2 separate regions of the Mus musculus genome follow, and region 2 is linked to region 1. The links are chromatin contacts, called in public HiChIP or PLAC-seq maps. All regions are on one chromosome and are shown on one strand. Each heading gives the region's core, a stretch centred on a gene start, on an enhancer-like site or on the middle of the called end of the contact. The rest is flanking DNA. Distances are from core to core; before and after follow the strand shown. Region 1 holds the start of Ltbp1 (latent transforming growth factor beta binding protein 1). Region 2 overlaps Ltbp1 (latent transforming growth factor beta binding protein 1).

The links. HiChIP or PLAC-seq counts read pairs in DNA pulled down with a chosen protein or histone mark.
Region 2: a contact with region 1 is called in an HNF4G HiChIP or PLAC-seq map of pancreatic cancer cells. The contact joins the enhancer-like site here to the promoter of Ltbp1 in region 1. A contact is called at or near these places in 4 of 39 promoter capture datasets (3T3-L1-derived adipocytes, the HPC-7 cell line and cranial neural crest), 5 of 484 Hi-C or Micro-C datasets (the HL-1 cell line, embryonic fibroblasts, nephron progenitors and 1 more), 5 of 115 datasets of contacts at active chromatin or transcription factors (embryonic limb bud, fetal liver, heart atrium and 2 more) and 2 of 9 other capture datasets (adipose tissue and pancreatic islet).

Annotation. Positions count from the first base shown.
Region 1 is chr17:75,002,941-75,006,907 of GRCm38.p6, forward strand. It overlaps Ltbp1 (latent transforming growth factor beta binding protein 1), which reads left to right and starts at 2,589. Exons shown (of 34, transcript NM_019919.4): 1 at 2,589-3,421. The coding sequence starts at 2,946.
Region 2 is chr17:75,108,373-75,111,958 of GRCm38.p6, forward strand. The region is part of intron 3 of Ltbp1 (latent transforming growth factor beta binding protein 1); the gene reads left to right. Among named protein-coding and RNA genes, the nearest start is that of Ltbp1, 100 kb to the left of the region's middle. Within about 2 kb of position 2,244, at least 84 of the 459 cell types and tissues checked have an H3K27ac peak or open chromatin away from gene starts, as enhancers often do. A contact at or near this core is called in the HL-1 cell line, adipose tissue, embryonic fibroblasts and 1 more, where this site is marked.

The DNA of each region.
Region 1 (3,967 bases), core at 1,339-3,838:
ACTGAATGCCCTGTGTGATCATTTCTGCCTAGTCCCTTGAGGCAGGGTCTTTCATTGCACCAGGAGCTAGGCTGATAAGAGCAAGTCCCTGTATTCTTCTGTTTTCCTTCCCCTACAGTGCTAGAGTTATGAGCTTCTGTGACCATGTGGTCTGCTACTATGTGGGTGATGGGGATTTGAACTTAGATCTTTATGGTTGCACACCAGGTGCTCTTACTTTCTGAGCTGTTTCACAGAAAACACTTCTCTATAGAGCCATAGATCAGAGTAAAAACCAGTCTTACTGCAAACTCAGCGATTACAAGCAGAACCTCAGATTCTCTAGAAACTGAGATCCAGGCAGGTGGAATGACTCGCTCAAAGTAAAGTAGCAAGGCTAGGCCCCCAGGGTCTGCTTCCAGCTGTGCTCTCTGTAGACAGCTGCTTCTGTCCTGGAAGCAGTGTTGATATATGCCATTCCCCCATCCTGGACCTGGGAGACACTTGTCAGGAAGACTCACCCAGCACTGAAGACTAGTAAAGACTTCTTGTTGATGCTGCTGCCTGGGTCATTTCCCTTGTCTATTCTCCTCTGCCCTTCCCATCCCATGGCCTCTCTTATCAAAGTGCACTCAGCCTCGCCTCCTGCTTCCTTCCACTGCTCCCTGTCCACTGCAACAACTGCTTAGAAAAATCCCTATATGACACCTAGAATCTTCATCGGGGCAGGTTTGACTTGCAGCTAGGAAACATTCTCTGTTACGAATTGTCCACAAGATGACAAAGAATTATGGGCTAAACTAGGTTCTAGGACCATGGAAATCAAGCAGTGCCTTGTGAGATTTCTGTTATTTTTCTCTAAGCATTACTTAATTCAGCTGCTTAGCTTCTTTAATGCTTTATTTAGATCTTGTTTCCTCAACCAGATAGGTTTCCTTTACACAAAGGCTTTGTGCCCCAGGATACTTTGTAGCTCTAGATAGATACAAAGATGCTGTGTATCTGCTGGTCTTTTGCACAGCGGGCATTTGGTAGGCATTTGTTCCCTTGTACTTTTGCATCTAGAACTCAAAGTTGCAGACTTGGGACAGTGTCTTGACCCTTCTTTTCATCTGGTTCACTTTAACCCAGCTCTAAGGTTGGACTGGAGTTATCCTGTTCAGGGCTGGGAGGGGCTTTTCACCCAGTTTGTGTGTGTGTGTGTGTGTGTGTGTTGAGAAAGCAGAGCTTCTGAGAGGAAAGGTGAAGTGTCCGTGGCCTGTAGCCATTAGTGATCATTTTATCTGGAGCCCTGGTCTCCTCCCCGCGACCAGAGCTATTTCTTTGATGGTAGTGACTCTCTCAGACAGTGCTCCTTCTGGAAGCCTGTGTTCAGGCTGCTGGCCTCCAGGCCCACTTCCCTCAGAGCAAACGCTCACCAGTATTTCTGTAATGTGCAGAGAAAAGTAGGTGACTAGATTAGTCCTCAGCTTGGAATGATTTTTCCCACTATCAGTATTTCTGAAATTATTCTCACTTGCTATCAGTTGTCCTAAGCGGATGCAGGGAAAACCCTCAAACAAAGAACAATCAAAATTACTAATATGTGAGAAAACCCAAGCCTGGGAAAAGACCCTTTTTAATTCACTTAAAAATATTTATTTATTTTATGTGTGTCACTGCTTTGTCTGAATATGTGTATGGGCGCCTGAATGTCAGAAGAGAGCATCAAACCTCCTGGAACTGGAATTTTGGATGGTTGGGAATCTAATCCAGGTCCCCTGAAAGAGCAGCCAGTGCACTTAACCACTGAATTATTGCTCCAGTCCCGGGCCTTTAAAAAATTGTTTTAAAAAATATACAGTTATTATCATGGACTTTTGATTGCAGTCATGTAAAAACAGCATTCATTCTGTTGACATTGTCTTAATTCAGATGTTAGCAGTAAAGACGTCATTTCCTGGTTTTCTTCAAACTCTGTTTTGCACGAGAGAGAGAGAGAGAGAGAGAGAGAGAGAGAGAGAGAGAGAGAGAGAGAGAGAAATTCCTAAATGCTCCATTCCACTCCACTGCAAGGACCACCGGCAGGGCAGCCTCTGCGATTTTCTTCATCTACACGGGCGCCCCCTGCTGCCCATCCCGCATTCTTGACCCTCCAATGTCAGGAGCAGGGTACCACAAAGTCTTCCGGAGGTTGCAGTCCTAAAGAAAACCTTCCTTCAGACTAATAGAGCTAATCACTTTCCAATGGACAGCTCACGCTACCTCGGATAGCCTTTTCTGGGACCGGACCTAGTGTTTTAATCCAACTTCTGCAGACAGTATCCGAGCAAACTCGAGTAAAAGTGCCTGCGCTTCCAAACTGTATTACTCGAATCCTTTCCGGCTGCTAGAAGGAAAGGGCCGTTCCCTCACCTTGCTGAGCCCTTTGTCTTTTCCTGGCGCTGGGGAGCGGGAATCCCTGTCCACCCGACCCATAGCCCCAATATCTGGATGCGGAGGGTGGCGGCTCATTCTCCGGCTCATCTCGAGCTTTCCCCAATTAGGATTTGCTGCCTGACGTCACGTCTGCTGCAGATTGGCTGTTCAGATCTGACACAGGGCTCCACCGGGGAGAAGAAACTTTTAAAAGACTTTGCAGCCGGGGCTGCCTCTGAGCGTCCAGCGCTCACGGTCGTCCTTGCTCACCCTCGCGGGGTTGGCGCCCGTAGCACCCCAGCCGCACCCGGCGACACCTCGTCTGAGCCAGGGGACCCTCACCTTGAGCAGCTCGCGCCCCTCCCCTCCTCTCCACCCCAACTCCCGCCCCCTGCTCGCCTCCACTCCCGGCTGGGGTCCGCTGCCGCTCAGCCGCCCGCAAAGCTCCCTCCCCTGCGGCCACCCAGTTGGTCTCCACCCCGCGGCGCACGGGCTCTCCGCAGAGTCCTTGGGGATACCGAGGGAGCGCGCCGGGGCAGGACGAGCCGCGCGGCCGGAGACTGCCCGCGATGGCGGGAGCCTGGCTCAGGTGGGGTCTCCTGCTCTGGGCAGGGCTGCTAGCGTGGTCTGCGCACGGCCGGGTGCGGAGGATCACGTACGTGGTGCGCCCGGGCCCGGGACTGCCGGCCGGAGCCTTGCCTCTGGCTGGGCCCCCGCGGACCTTCAACGTCGCACTGGACGCCAGGTACAGCCGGAGCTCAACAGCCGCCTCCAGCCGCGCCTTGGCTGGGCCCCCAGCCGAGCGGACCCGGCGCACCAGCCAGCCCGGCGGCGCGGCCCTGCCGGGGCTCCGATCTCCGCTGCCACCCGAGCCCGCGCGTCCGGGGGGGCCCAGCCGGCAGCTCCACTCTAAGGCGGGTGCTCAGACCGCGGTCACTCGCTTCGCCAAACATGGCAGGCAAGTCGTGCGCTCCCAAGTGCAGCAGGACGCTCAGAGCGCCGGGGGCTCCAGACTGCAGGTTCAGCAGAAGCAGCAGCTGCAGGGGTAAGCCCACGCTCTGCCTGCCTCGCGCGCCGGGACCCGCCGAGGCCCGGGAACCGTCTCCTCCCCGCCGGAGGCGCTGCGGGAAGGGGTGGGCACGGGGGAAGCCCGCTCACTTTTTACTGGTGTTTAACTCTCAGTGCATTGTTACCCAGCTGCGGGGGAAACACAAAAGGCATTTATTTCTTCCCCGGGGCGTAACCTCCTGTGCGCAAACCCTTCTGCTCCTAGACTATGGGCGTAAACATGAAGTCACTACAGCTTAATCCCAAGGCATCAATTAAACTTCTTGCAACTCGGTTTTTTATTTTGGTTTACCTAATGAAAAAGGGATTGTGAGTGAAAGCTGGCTCTAAAGACCCAGCTCTCCTTGAGCATCCCAGAAATTGTATACTTGGGTTTCCTGGCACCTGTGGGTCCTAAATTGGTAAGGGGCTGGGGGTGAGACTCCACGTGAACAGCAGTAGGAATTAAAGTTTGTTATTCGGTGCTGGTAAGTATCCCCACTGAACGGCTTTAACCCCATTAATCACAAGTTAGGATGGGGGC
Region 2 (3,586 bases), core at 994-3,493, 110 kb after region 1:
AAACAAAAAGAAGCAAACATACCAACCAAAACAGAGCGCAACCATCTACTCTGTACCTTCTCGTTCAGAGTTGAGACCATGTGGTCAGGAAGCCTGGGTCTAAGGAGGAGACCCTGAGGAGGGTAGAAAACAGTGGTTCTCAATGTTCCTAATGTTGTGACCCTTTAATTCACTTCCTCATGTTGTGGTGACCCCACCAACCAAAACAATATTTCATTGCTACTTCATAACTATGATTTTTTTGCTACTGTTATGAATTGTAAATATCTGATTTGTAACCCCTATGAAAGGCTTTTGAACTCAGGTTGAGAACTACTGATAATATAAGAAAACATTCATTTCTAGGTGTGTGTGTGTGTGTGTGTGTGTGTGTGTGTGTGTGTGTGTTCAGTAACCAAATTCACATTGCGGTGGCAATCTAACTTGGATATGCAAGAGAAACAATGTTTCCCACTGTGAGGCTGAGAGGTCCAAGTTCTTCTAGATGTTAGCTCAGGCCTGGATAGAAATTCTCCTCAGCTTCTCTCCCACAGGATGACTTAGAACTGTGCACATGGTTCTTTTATTGAACTGTGGACTCCTTTTCATAGCTATGTATTTGACTTTTATGTTCAAATGATAAACACAGGAATCACTTACGTGCGTTTATACGTTGCTACAGGCTGGAATGACAATTTAGGATTCTGAAACCGTGGAAGGCTGATAGGCTGAGAACGGGGACATAAGTCTCTTTTCTTTCAATTTTCTCTTTCCTGTAAAGCTCACTGCAGTCCTAGCACATGCAAATATATCTGATTCCCTCTCTCTGTGGGAATATTTGCACTAGAGGTGATTTCATTGGAATTCTTAGCAATGCCTTGCTTTAGGTGAGTATTGGAGATCATATAAGTCCAAGGGTCATTTTTTTGCCAATGAGGACCATGGTTAATTCCTCTTAGGGGTTGAGGTTCAGGGAGGGAGAGAAGGTTTGAATGTGATTGTTTGCATTTTACAAGGTTAAATATTTGTAGTCTTTAAGGAGCAAGGGTGTGTGTGTGTGTGTGTGTGTGTGTGTGTGTGTGTGTGTGTATGTGTGTGTGTGAAGTATTATTGTGAGGGGGTAGAAAAAACAGAACTTCATACTTGTCCCTGGTTCTGGTCAAACTGGAATTTGTAGCTTTAAGACTGAGGAGACTTTCAGGACTAGCAAGTGCCGTGAAGCAGGGTTGGAGAGTGGAGGGGCTTGCCTAAGTGAAGGGCAAGACACGAGCCCTTAATTTGCACAAGTCATTTTAACACTGAGTGAATCGTAGACCCAGGTTTCCTATGTCGTTTCAGTTGGTGTCTATTTAATCTCAAATTCAATCCCAATCAGTTTGGGTTGGCTGCTTGGAGTGCTGTGTGACAATGGCTCACAGCAGAGGTTCTCAACCCCAAAACAGTCTTGAACCCCAAAGGGATCACAACAGATGTCCTGCAGATTGGATATTAACATTACACGTCACAGTAGCAAAATGGCAGTTATGAAGTAGCAACGAAATACTTTTATGGTTGGGGGGGTCACCACAATATGAGGAACTGTATCAAAGGGTAGCTGTATTAGGAAAGTTGAGAACCACTGGCCTAAGGGGAGGGTATAGGATGGGGTGGTCTCTGGTGCTTGCAATTATCCACCGCCTGCATAGTTTACACGACCCCACATAGTACCTTATTCTGTTGTTGCTTTTTTTTTAAAGCCCCTTTTGTCTACTCCTGCTGTTTCTTTTGCTGGTTGCCTCTCCCGGATACTTTGTTGCATCTAGTTCTTTGACCTGGAGTATGGATAAGGGAGTTGCTAAGCAGCCAGCCTCTCTTTCGGTCCTATTCTATCCTCCTGGATAGCTAAAGCCTCATACACTGAAGTCCCTCACCATAGCTGCCAGCTTATCCATCTCTTTCCTGCTTACTGAACAGTTATGGGGAAGAACAGGGAATTTAAGGCTTGGCCCTCCACCTTCCCTCCTCTCTTCTCTTTGTTTGCCCGAGGTCTTTGCTTCCTTGTGCGGTGTTCATTTCCTGGGCGTATCAACAAAGATTATGTGGGTGCAGTGTTTCTAACTTGCTCAAAGTTCAGGTCTCTGTTCTCCGAAACGCCATTTGTGATTCAGAGCCGTGAGTTTGGCCTATTGATTCTGATGGAAATCTGAGCATGGCTGCAGGCAACAAAATGACTCATGGCCTTGACTTCACTGTTGCCCTTATTTTAAACTCCTTAGAGGGAAAGTGTCACCCAGTTCTGACAGAGACTGTGAGCCAGGGCTGGGCTCCCCTTTGACTCAGGGATGTGTCACACTCTCTACCGGAAACTCACATTTTTAACACCAGTCATCATGAACTTGGCAGGAGGCCTTTTGGAGAGGTGTTGGTATTTGGTAGATTTATTTTTTTTCCCTGCTGCCCATGAAAAACAAACTCAGAAATCTGTTTTATTTCCCTCTTCCCCTTTGGAGATTTGTTTTGGAATAGTTTATCATTCCTCCATCTGGAGAACGCTTATTGTTGATCTGTAAATCGTGGTTCGCATAGGACCATGGCGAGGTGACTGCGGCCCTGGGCGAAGGGTAGAATAAACTGGGGCAGCTTGCCTGTTGGGGTGATGAAACCTCTTAGCTGGTGTTAGCGGTGGGTGGCTGGTGACCTGGCCAGTGACCACAGGTCTGCACTTCAAATACAGCTGGATTGACGTGAAGTCTTCTGAGGTCTTTGTGCATGCCTGTTCAGTTACTCACTGAAGTAGGTAACTCTTTTACTGCTCGGTGGTTCTGTGCTGAGAAAAAAAAATGCCCAGACTTGCCAGCCCATGCTAGGAACTTCCCAGAAGCCTAGAGGCCACAACCCATTTATGAGAACAGGGACTCCTAGCTCGTTCTCTGGTTTATTCTTATAGCCGATGAACGTTTCAATGGACTGTACTTCTAATTGGATGACGGTAGCTTCCTGAAGGCATGGCTATTTCACTCATTCATTGTTTGATGCCCAGCACTGGGGAAACCCAAGCAGAGAGGACTGTGGAGCTGTCAGATGGGGTGGGGCGGGGGATAATAATGGTCTTGTAGACTGTTTAAATCCTAGGTCAAGACTATAAGTTAGTTACCAGCCGAGATATTAGCCAGAAAATTCACCTCTGTGTGTCACTGTGTGAGCCTTGAAGAAAAGATTCACTAAAGCAGTGGCTTTTTCTTTTGCTGGCCATCAGAAAGACCTGTGCACTTTCTATTCTTTAGCTACACATTCTAGGGCCCCATCTTCACGATGGGCCTCAGTAGGTCTTGGTGGAGCTCTGATGGTGGGGCTCTTTGTCTCTTTCAAACTTTCTTATTGTCAGTGGTGAAGACTGTTACCTCTAACCCGTCCTTCCTTTATGAGTAAGTTTAACAGATGACCAGATAAGCAATGGCGGACCAAGGCTGGAGAGTTAAGGTACTTCTAAGCTCACTGACATATTTTAGATAGGACTTAGTTCTTTGTTCACTGAGTGAAGGACAACGGTGACATTATCTGGCCTCTTCCAGAGGGACCAAGAACACAGACATATTCATTACATTTCTGTTGCTATGGTAAAATGCCA